Regions from separate parts of the Sus scrofa genome. Here region 1 is linked to region 2. A link is a contact called in public promoter capture Hi-C data. All regions are on one chromosome and are shown on one strand. The core of a region is the stretch at or near the end of the contact, and the rest is flanking DNA. Distances in the headings are between cores, read along the strand shown. Region 1 holds the start of WWP2 (NEDD4-like E3 ubiquitin-protein ligase WWP2). Region 2 overlaps WWP2 (NEDD4-like E3 ubiquitin-protein ligase WWP2).

Region 1 (5,190 bases), core at 937-3,436, 160 kb before region 2:
GGAAGGACTCAAGGTATAACTCATGCAGTGATAATGACGACTTTTATATGTGGGGCCCTTTATGAAAGAGAAATGTCTTGCTTGTGGGCCAGTGAAGATCTGAGTTAATTTCCCGGACTGGAAAATGTACAGGCTATGAAACTATATGCTAATAGCGGGAGAGGGGATGTGGATGAAACACTATGTGAAAGTATCAGTAAGTATCCCTAGAATTCCTCTGGTCTTTTCTGGGAGTGTCCTGGACTTTGTTTGGACTCTGTTGTCTCTGCCTTTGCCCTTGTTTTCTCTTCTCCCTGGAAACTCTGCTGGCCAATCCCTGCTTACTTAATCTCCAAGAAGTCCCTGAACTCTGTAAACTAGTTCTGATTACCGAAATCACATTTTTCCCCAAGGACATGTTTGAACTCTTCTTTGTCACCACACTTAAGACATTTCAGTTCTGTCACTTAATGAGCAGTTCCTATTTCTGCTTTGCATTGTAGTTAATTGTGTGTCTTCTCTAAGTAGATTGTCTTTTTCCTTAAATGAACATTTCATTTTACTTTTTAACTTTTGGGGGGGGGGCGCTTTTACAATGACACATTTCATATTTTTTTATGTGTCTTTTCAAAATCTCCTATGCTGGAGTTCCCCTGTGGCACAGTGGTTTAAGATTTGGCATTGTCACTACAGCCACTCACGTCATTGCTGTGGTGTGGGTCATATCCCTGGCCTGGGAATTTTCACATGCCGCAGGCACGGCTGAAAAAAAATAGGGTGATTACGAAAGGCTTCACTGAGAGGGGTGGTTGAGTAAATATCTGAAAGAGATGAGTGAGCCAACTGACTACCTGGGGAAAGAGCTTTCCAGAAAGAGGGAAAAGCAAGTCCAAAGGCCCTCAGGCCAGAGTGGCTGAAGCAGGGTACTGAGTGGAAGAGTAGTTGGAGATGAGGTGAGAGAAATAAAGAAGTTTGAATAGGTTTATAGATGGGATTCATATAGGAATTACGGTATTCAGAAAGGCTGTAGCTCCTTGAAAGGCCATCTCCTGGATGGATCTGGAGTGGAAATAGGAAAAGCAGAGACTAAGTGCTCAACCAATTTAATTTGTATGCATAATAGGATCACTCTGAACGGGAAGACCCAAAAATAACAGAATAATCAGTGCACAGTGCTTAAAGCTAATTAAGTGATTAGTCTTCATTTTAGTTTGTGGTGATGAAGAGTGAAAAATTGAGCCTTCCTTCAACTTGTCAAAACTGAATTCCCTACCATCAGTAAAGTATATTGATTAATTTTTTTTTCTAATTCATAAAGTGCTATTGACTCTTTATATTAAGGAAATAGGGGTTCGATTGGTGTGGTGGGCATTTTACCAACCCCAGCAAGGGTTCTGGAGTCTTTTTACTTTTGCTTTATGTCACAAGAACAGATGCTCCGGAGTTCCCATCGTGGCTCAGTGGTTAATGAATCCGACTAGGAACCAGGAGGTTGTGGGTTCGATCCCTGGCCTTGCTCAGTCGGCTGAGGATCTGGCATTGAGGATCTGGCGTTGCCCTGAGCTGTGGTGTAGGTTGCAGACGCGGCTCGGATCCCGCGTTGCTGTGGCTCTGGCGTAGGCCGGCGGCTACAGCTCCGATTAGACCCCTAGCCTGGGAACCTCCATATGCCGTGGAAGCGGGCCAAGAAATGGCAAAAAGACAAAACAAAACAAAACAGATGCTCCACAAAAGTTACTTTTGTGTGTTTCTAGAATCTAGAACCCTGCCTGGCACATAGTAGGCTTAAGGTTGTCAGGTATAGCAAATTAAAACCCAATTTGCCCAATTAAATATGAGCATCAACCACAAATAGTTTTTTAGTATAAACATGTACCAGGCAGTATTTGGGGCACACCTACATATTACATATTTTTTATCTTAAGTTCATATTTAACTGGGTGCCCTGTATTTTATCTGGTGACCCTAGGATATTTTAAGTCAGTAAATTAACCGCTGACTTAATTGACTGAAAGCCTCCTTTCACCTGTGAAATGGGGCTGACAGAGACGCCCCTGGGCTCGATGGGAGGAGTAAATGAAGCTCCTGGCACTCACCGAGCCCTCAATTTACTTGATTGCTCGGGTACCATCTGACGAGGGGAAAACCCTCCCATTTTTAAACATACAAAGGATAAGAAGGCTTTCTGGCTAAAGGTTCCCAGGCCTGGCCTAGGTTGCCCACACCTGCAGGTACGGCCAGCCTCTTCCGGGTCAGGTGACCACGCGTGGTCACGTGACCTGGCCCGAGTGCGGGCGGTCGAAGGCGGAAGTGGGAGAGGAGTTGGGCTCCGCTTCTGTGGTCCCGTCAGGTAGCGAGCGCCGGCGCGGGGCAGCGCGGCGGGCAGGCTGGCGGGGGCGCGGGGCTGGCCTGGGGCAGCGGGCAGCGGGCAGCGCGGGGTGGGCCAGGGGCGGCGCGGCCCGGGCGCCGGGGGGCGGTGGCTTCCTGTGGGAGGGGCCTGGCGCGGCGGTTCCGGCCTCCGAGGAGGGGTGTCCCGGCTCCCGCCCGAGCGGGGTGGGCGCGCTGCGGGCGGTGCGGGGGCAACTCCGAGGTGGGCGCCAAGGCACGCATAAGTGCGGTGGCCAGCAAGTCCTCCTGGAAGGGACAAGCATCTTAGGTGCCAGGGATGAAGAGGAGTGACCTTTGTGGCGGGATCGGGACAGGAGGAAGGGGCAACTTGGGACTGAGCTAGAATGGGTCGCCTGAGAATTGGCGAACGACGTGGAAGGAAAAATCAGGAGGAAGATGCTGCCTGAACCGCGCTTGAGCGCCTCTTCCTTCCTTCCTCTTTGGCAATGATTGGTACCCGAGACTTTGATTTTGGTCCCATTCAGTTTCTAAACTTCAGGAGGGATCAGAGAATCTTGATCATTTTGCTTTCGTCACGCCCACTTAGTCCTGCTTGGGTAGGGTTTCTACTTCTTGAGAACCTAGCCTTTCAGATCATGTTTCTTTGAAATTTCCACAGATCAGATCAACTTCTGGGCTTAAGAAAAGAGCGTGGGCACTTTGCTCTGGCTGTAAAATGGCTTTTAGCTTAAACTGTTGAGCACGGTCCAATCCCAGCATTACCTCACCTAACAGCGACTGCAGTAACCTTGGCCGGTATCTACCTACCCTGCTTTATGACTTTTTCTTTCTTGAGTTTAAATTATTCAGTTTCCTTTGCCATGTGACTGCTTATCTTGACAAACTGTAACTAGCTAGCATGACTGGAAGGTCTGTGTTGTGTTCCATAGAACTGTGACCTGGATCATGATTTTGAGATTAAATACCTGTGTTAAGGCTGTTCACCCGCTTTTTCTTGTGTTTACTAACATTTGCAAAAGTGGAATGCATTTCATGGATGTGATGTAATAGAAGTGAATGTTCAAACTGGACAGTCCCAGGAGCTGGAGTTGTTTTGGGTTACAAGTAGGAAAAAAAAAAAAAGTACCTTGCTAATGTGTTTTGAGTTCAAGTTTTTAGAATGTTTGACAAACATTTAAAAATTGATTTCTGTGACAGCCCTGGGAGTTAGATTAGGAAGATGTTTATTCTCATTTCACAGTGAACAAACAGATCTCAGAAGACTGGATTTTGTTGACAATTTTTTTGTGTTTTCTTGTCTGCTGTTCTCTTTCTTTCTGATAGACTGCAAATTCCTCAAAGGGCGGGGTTTATATCTTATTTGGCTTATTTGGCAACTAGCCTGGAGCCAGGTGTGCTATGGGCACTTGGTAAGTTTTTGGTGAATAAATGAATTTCTAAAGGTCACAGACCTGTAAGTGGAGAAGAGATTTGAATCTGAGTCCTGCCTCTTCTTCTTGGTAAATGAGCTTGCCATTTTGTTGTTTGGTCTATAAGAAAATGATAGGTGTGGGGTTGGGTTGGCTTGGGTTGGCTTCTCAATCTCTTATTTAGTGACTACTTTCCCATAGTAAAAAAAGCTTATGGGAGTTCCCTGGTGGCTCAGCAGATTAAGGATCTGGCATTGTTACTGCTATGGCTGGAGTCACTGCTGTGACATGGGTTTGATCCCTGGCCCTCAAACTTCCACATCCACCTCCCCCCCCAAAAAAAGAAAAAAAGAGCTTATTCAGTCTTCATTATGATCCTCTGAAGGTTGAAATTGTCCCTATTCTGCAGTTGAAGAAACTGAGGCTTAGTGAAGTCCTTGTTTGAGAATCTAGAAGTCGTGAATGACTGAGCAGGGACTCATGCCCAGGCCTTTTATCCTTGGACCTATTCTTTTCCATTTTTAGATTCAATGTAAAGTTTCAAAAAAATGTTTTTTTCAAGTGTGCAAAGGATGACATTTTAAGGGGAAAATAGTATAGGTTATAGCAATAATTGTGAATATGGAGTGTAACTAAAGTTTAGAAAATCCTATGCTATACCATAGCTGCCTCTTTATTTTTTCATTTGGTGGCTATTTATAAGCACGAACTCTTTGCCAGGCATTGTTCTAGGGTTTTCATTGTTCAGATCCGTAGTCACTAGACACATGGGGCTGCCGAGTACAGGAGATAGGCTATGACTATACAATACATGCCAGATTTTGGAAGACTTAGTACAGAAAGATAAAGGTAAAATTTCTCATTAATTTTTAAAAAGATTATACTAAATGACCTTATAAATGTAATGTACTTATATGCTATAAATGGTAGCATTAAAGTTTATTGTCCTAAGTACAATAGAATTGAAATTTCCTTTGTTTAGTTTTTATTTTTATTTATTTATTTATTTTTTTGTCTTTTTGCCATTTCTCGGGCCGCTCTCGCGGCATATGGAGGTTCCCAGGCTAGGGGTCCAATCGGAGCTGTAGCCACCGGCCTACACCAGAGCCACAGCAACGCAGGATCCGAGCCGCGTCTGCAGCCTACACCACAGCTCACGGCAACGCCGGATCATTAACCCACTGAGCAAGGGCAGGGACCGGATCATTAACCCACTGAGCAAGGGCATGGTTCCTAGTCGGATTCGTTAACCACTGTGCCACGACAGGAACTCCCCCCCCCCTTTTTTTTTTTGAGTTTAGTTTTTAAAATATTTCCTAGAGGTGTTCCTGTCGCAGTGCAGTGGAAACAAATCTGACTAGGAACTGTGAGGTTGCGGGTTCGATCCCTGTCCCCGATCAGTGGGTTAAGGATCTGGCATTGCTGTGGCTGTGGCTGTGGCTGTGACTGTGGT
Region 2 (4,957 bases), core at 469-2,968:
TGGCAAGGAAACTTGGCTGCCCAGGAGCCACACCTGGTGAGTGTGTTGGTTGGAGGGGAGGTGGCAGGAACCTGAGGCCGGGAGAGCGCCAGAAGGCAGCCCAGTGGGCGAGGTGTCTTCAGGGCCTTGACACTGGCCACTCTTGAGTAGCTCTGGGTGTTGGGCTTAGAGAGGAGGGGTGTGGCATGCCTGGGCCTCTGACCTTTGGGAGCTGTCACGCAGTTCCGCGCTCTGTTGGCCACCCCAGGGGTTCACTACTGAAACACCCTCTTCAAGTAGGCAAAGAGCTGCTGTTCCGAGCGCCCCCTGTTGTTCCCCATCTCCCCTGCAGCCCTGCCTCCTCTAAGCCCTGCTTGGTCCAGGGACACAGCAGAGAACCCTGTCCCAGGATCTGTCTGCCTGGCATCACGGTTGAGCGCAGTGGGGTGGTGGTGGTGGGGTTCTATGTGGACCCCCGGTGGCTGTGAGAGCTCTGACCTCCCTGTGCTGTCTGCCCAATTCTTTCTCACCAGTTTCAACCGGCTGGACCTCCCACCATACAAGAGCTACGAACAGCTGAAAGAGAAGCTGCTGTACGCCATCGAGGAGACCGAGGGCTTCGGACAGGAGTAGCTGAGGCCGCCCTCTCCCACGCCCCCCAGCACATATGCAGTCCTGAGTCCTCCCTGCCCGAGAGGCTGCTGGCTGCGCAGCCCCCGGGAGGCCCCTGCAGACGGTGGCCCCGTGTGGGACCACAGCGTCGTCAGGCCGGTGGCGGCAGAGCCTGCCTTCAAGAGGTCCCGCCTGCCCCTCCCTCCTACCCACTGGTGGCAGCCTGGAATAAAGCCCCCATGTCACCCTCGGCCCCATCACCCACTGCAGTGTCGGGAGAGCTGCCCCTCTGTGCAGAGCTCACCCTCCTTCTCCCCGAGACCCGCCCTAGCTGTGTGTGAGGGTGCCAGGCAGGGCGCCCGAGCCCAAGCCCTGGGCCTCACGGGCTGGCTAGGTGAGAAGGAGACCGGCCACTCGGGGTAGGTGTTCTGGGCTAAGGAAGCCCAAGGTCTTCGCCAGTAAAAGAGGTTCTGTTTTATATGGAACTTTCCAGTGACCTGTGTAAAGGAAGGTCTGAGGGAGAGGAGCTCTGGATCTAGGCCACCTCCCTCAATGGCTCTAGCTCCCGAGGCCGAGCAGCAAGGCCCCTTCCTGCACTCGGCGCGGGCCCGTTCGTTCTTTCCAGCAGATAAAGGGTCATGTCAGTGGGATGGAAACAGCAAACGCCCTCAGACTTTCTTTTCCCTTTGACATAAACTTGAAGCATTTTGTGTGTGGGGTTGCTTTGTGTTTCGTGGTTGCTATGCTGCTGTCACTTTCCATCAAGGAGCTGGCGTGCCAGGCATGGCTAGGACCTCGACGGCCCCAGCCCTGTTTGTCCAAGAATTGCCCCAACAGCGGCTCCACTTAGGAACCTGCTCAGCAGTTGTGTGAGCTCAGGCAGGCCTGACCTGGCAGCTCAGCTTCACAGCAGCCTTGTCCCCGAGCCCTGACAGAGAGGGAAGGGCGCTGTTGTCCCGAGTGCCACCCCAACCTTGCCCTCTCCCTCCGCGAAGAACCCCCCCCGCCCCCACCACCGCTAGATGTAGCGATGGGGCTCAAGTCCCTGGACCTCCAGGCAGCCCGTGCGTCCGGGTGGAGAATGAGGTGGGACGCAGCCACTGTGGAGTGAGCCTACTCTGCCTCCAAGTGAGGCGACAGCTGCTTGTAGGAAACCAGCAGAAGGGCCCTGAGCTGCCATGCCCAGTCGGGCCTGATTTCTGGAGCTCCCGCCAGCCTCTGCCGTGGGCATCCTGCCATGTGTTGCAATCGTCAAGGTGAACACACTCCTCTGGGAAGCTGGAGTGGTGACTGTCGCGGGGCCCCCATGCAGCCCTCGGGCCGGTCCAGGGGCCTTCTGAGGACCCTGTCATGGTCCCAGGGCCTCGTCCTTCCCTGGCCCGGCCCAGGGAGGAGGGCCCTGGCCGCTCTGTTGCGCGTGCTGATGTCAGCGGCTCAGTTCATCGCGGCTCAACCATTTTTCCTTCCCTGGAATCGTTTGCCGTGCTTCCCTGCAGCATCTCACCGTGTTGGGGGTTGGGGTGCCAGCTGCCAGGCGGGGTTTGGAAGCCTCGGGCTCTGGGTGTGCGGAGTGTGTTCATGTGGGTGTGTGTGTACATATGTGTATATAACTGAGGTGTCTGTACGGAATGCCCTTTGGTAGCTCTGAGGTGGTCACCAGATTGTTTTGTAACGCTCCCCGCCCTTGCCTCGGTATTGCCAGTTTCTTGTGCAATAAACAATCAGCAGCTGTGGGTGGTGTTGGCGTGGATGTGTCCAAATCTCTGTCCTCCAGGCAAAAGGCCTCTGGGCCCCACACACCCTCCAGGTCCAGACTGGGTGGAAATTCCATGACCTTGCTGGTTTTGAGAATTGTGTGCGTCATCTACCAAGACAGCCGCACTTCTGACAGGTTGCTGTGTCCTTGTCCAGGGGTTCCAGACTTCAGCCCTCCGTCACTTGGTTCGCGGCACCCTTTTGGCCTGGGTCTCTTTGGGCAGGTGCTGTGGCACAGGAGTGCCAAGAGATGAGGCTACAGGTTAGACAGGCTTCGGGCACCAGCTCCTGGGGACAGTGTTCTGGGCGATCATTCATTCGAGAAACATTTCCTGGGATCTCTTGAGTTCCCTGATGGTGCAGAGGGCTCTCTGGTCTTGGGCTCTTGGTCAGACAAGGGCTTGCTGACCCCTTTCTTGAAGGGTTCCGATGGGACCCATCAGTGCGGTCTTGGTGCTTTCGACATGGAAATGACTTTGTCCTGGATCAAGCCTTGCTGTGATCAGGCTTCTTTCCAGGGGAGGCAGAGATGTACAGAGCACCTCCTTCCTGGAGTTCATGAGCCGAATTCACTACCCCCCAACTCCGAAGCCTTTCTCCACTTGACAGGGCAGTGCCGTACTTTCGAGGAAATGATCCACCGAAGTCTATACATTATACAGACATCTCATAATCAATTCAAGTAAGACACCTCTCGGTGAAACTGTTCTCCCCACAAGTAACTGCTGTTCAGTGGGTGGTCCTTCCAAACAATTTTGTGTGTATAAATCATATATACATATAGTTGGAAAATACACCAAAAATGACATACATGTTGAGCAGCTTATCTCATTAAATGAGGTATTAGGGACACCTTTCCATGATTGTCAGCATAGGTCCAATGAATTCTTTAGGGCGTGATAGTCCACGGTATGGCTGTTCTGTAGCACACCCGTCTTTGTCCGAACAGGCATTGCATTTGTGTCCAGTTTGCTGGTGAATGCTGTTGGCCAGGTCTTGTGCATCGATGCTGCTTTTCCAGGAGGGGCCCGTCCTGGAGTTGGACTGTTGATTATGCACTTTTTTTTTTTTCTTTTTTGGTCTTTTCTAGGGCCGCACCCGTGGCATAGGGAGGTTCCCAGGCTAGGGGTCTAATCAGAGCTGCAGCCGCCTGCCTACACCACAGCCACAGCAATGCGGGATCTGAGCCGTGCCTGCAAACTACACCACAGCTCACTGCAACGCCAGATCCTTAACCCACTGAGTGAGGCCAGGGATTGAACCCGCAACCTCATGGTTCCTAGTCAGATTTGTTAACCACTGCGCTACGGGGAGAACTCCTGTGCACCTCTATTTTTAATTTAAAAACTTTTAAAAAGGTTTCAAACTCCAGGCTAGAAAGGGTCCACTGTGAAAGCCCCCCTCCTTTGTTCCTTAGCCATTCTGATCACCTTCTGGAGGCAGGCATTGTCGCTGGTTTCTTTTGGATCCTTCCAGATAGATTCTACCCAGCAGGCATTGTCGCTGGTTTCTTTTGGATCCTTCCAGATAGATTCTACCCAGTTGCCCTTCAGAAACATTCTTGTCTTACCAGCCTTTGCAGTGGACAGGACCCCTTGCTGCCCCACTCTGGTCACTCAGTCTATGAGCTCCCTGTCTCTCCTTTCGGCTCTTCTTCCACTTCTCCATCTCCTAACTCTGGGCATCTGCCCTTTTACTTTTGCATGGTCAAAGTAGGTTTTTTTTTTTTTATTTAAAATATTTATATTCCGAAGTTCTCATTGTGGTGAAGCAGAAACGATTCTGACTCATATCCACGAGAAGGCGGGTTTGATCCCTGGCCTCACTCTGGGTTGGAGATCCGGCGTTGCTATGAGCTATGGTGTAGGTCACAGATGCAGCTCGGATCCCATGTTGCTGTGGCTGTGCTTGGCAGCTGCAGTTCCAATTTGAGCCCTAGCCTGGGAACTTCTATATGCCGCAAGTATGGCCTTAAAAAGCCAAAAAAAAAAAAAAAAAAAAGCAATAAATATTTATATTCTATTGTGTAACTATTATGAAGCCTGTATTTTTTTTTTTTTTTCGCTGCATGCAGAAGTTCCTGGGCCAGGAATCAAACCTTCGCCCTGGCAGTGATCAGAGCCACTGCAGTTAAGGATCCAGGACCACTGGATCCTTAACTTACTGCACTACAAGGGAACTCCAGCCTGAATTTTTTCTGAAGGTTTATTAAGGAAGCTGAAAAGCATGGAGTTCCTGTTGTGGCGCAGTGGTTAATGAATCCGACTGGGAGCCATGAGGTTGCGGGTTCGATCCCTGCCCTTGCTCAGTGGGTTAAGGATCCAGTGTTGCTGTGGCTGTGGTGTAGGTTGGCGGCTGCAGCTCTGATTAGACCCCTAGCCTGGGAACCTCCACATGTTGTGGGAGCGGCCCTAGAAAAGGCAAAAAGACAAAAAAAAAAAAAAAAAAAAAAAAACCCAGAAAGAAAACTGAAAAGCAACAAATATGTGCACACTACTAAGATGGTAATAATGCCTATTACTCCAGAACTAAATAATATAGTACAACTAATTCTTCATACAGCTCTTTGACCCTTGGGGTTCTAATTACCGACCTTTGCTTTCATTATAGC

What was found. Promoter capture Hi-C pulls out the DNA fragments that hold promoters and counts their contacts.
Region 1: a contact with region 2 is called in a promoter capture Hi-C map of liver, with 12 times the contacts expected there. The contact joins the promoter of WWP2 here to the enhancer-like site in region 2. A contact is called at or near these places in 3 of 5 promoter capture datasets (fetal liver and liver), 7 of 47 Hi-C or Micro-C datasets (brain, embryonic fibroblasts, liver and 1 more) and 1 of 2 datasets of contacts at active chromatin or transcription factors (alveolar macrophages).

The regions. Positions count from the first base shown.
Region 1 is chr6:17,224,978-17,230,167 of Sscrofa11.1, reverse strand. It overlaps WWP2 (NEDD4-like E3 ubiquitin-protein ligase WWP2), which reads left to right and starts at 2,186. Exons shown (of 24, transcript XM_021093861.1): 1 at 2,186-2,329.
Region 2 is chr6:17,066,147-17,071,103 of Sscrofa11.1, reverse strand. WWP2 (NEDD4-like E3 ubiquitin-protein ligase WWP2) reads left to right here. Exons shown (of 24, transcript XM_021093861.1): 23 at 1-36; 24 at 513-2,324. The coding sequence ends at 612. Among named protein-coding and RNA genes, the nearest start is that of MIR140, 9.0 kb to the left of the region's middle. Within about 2 kb of position 1,718, at least 10 of the 83 cell types and tissues checked have an H3K27ac peak or open chromatin away from gene starts, as enhancers often do. A contact at or near this core is called in liver, where this site is marked.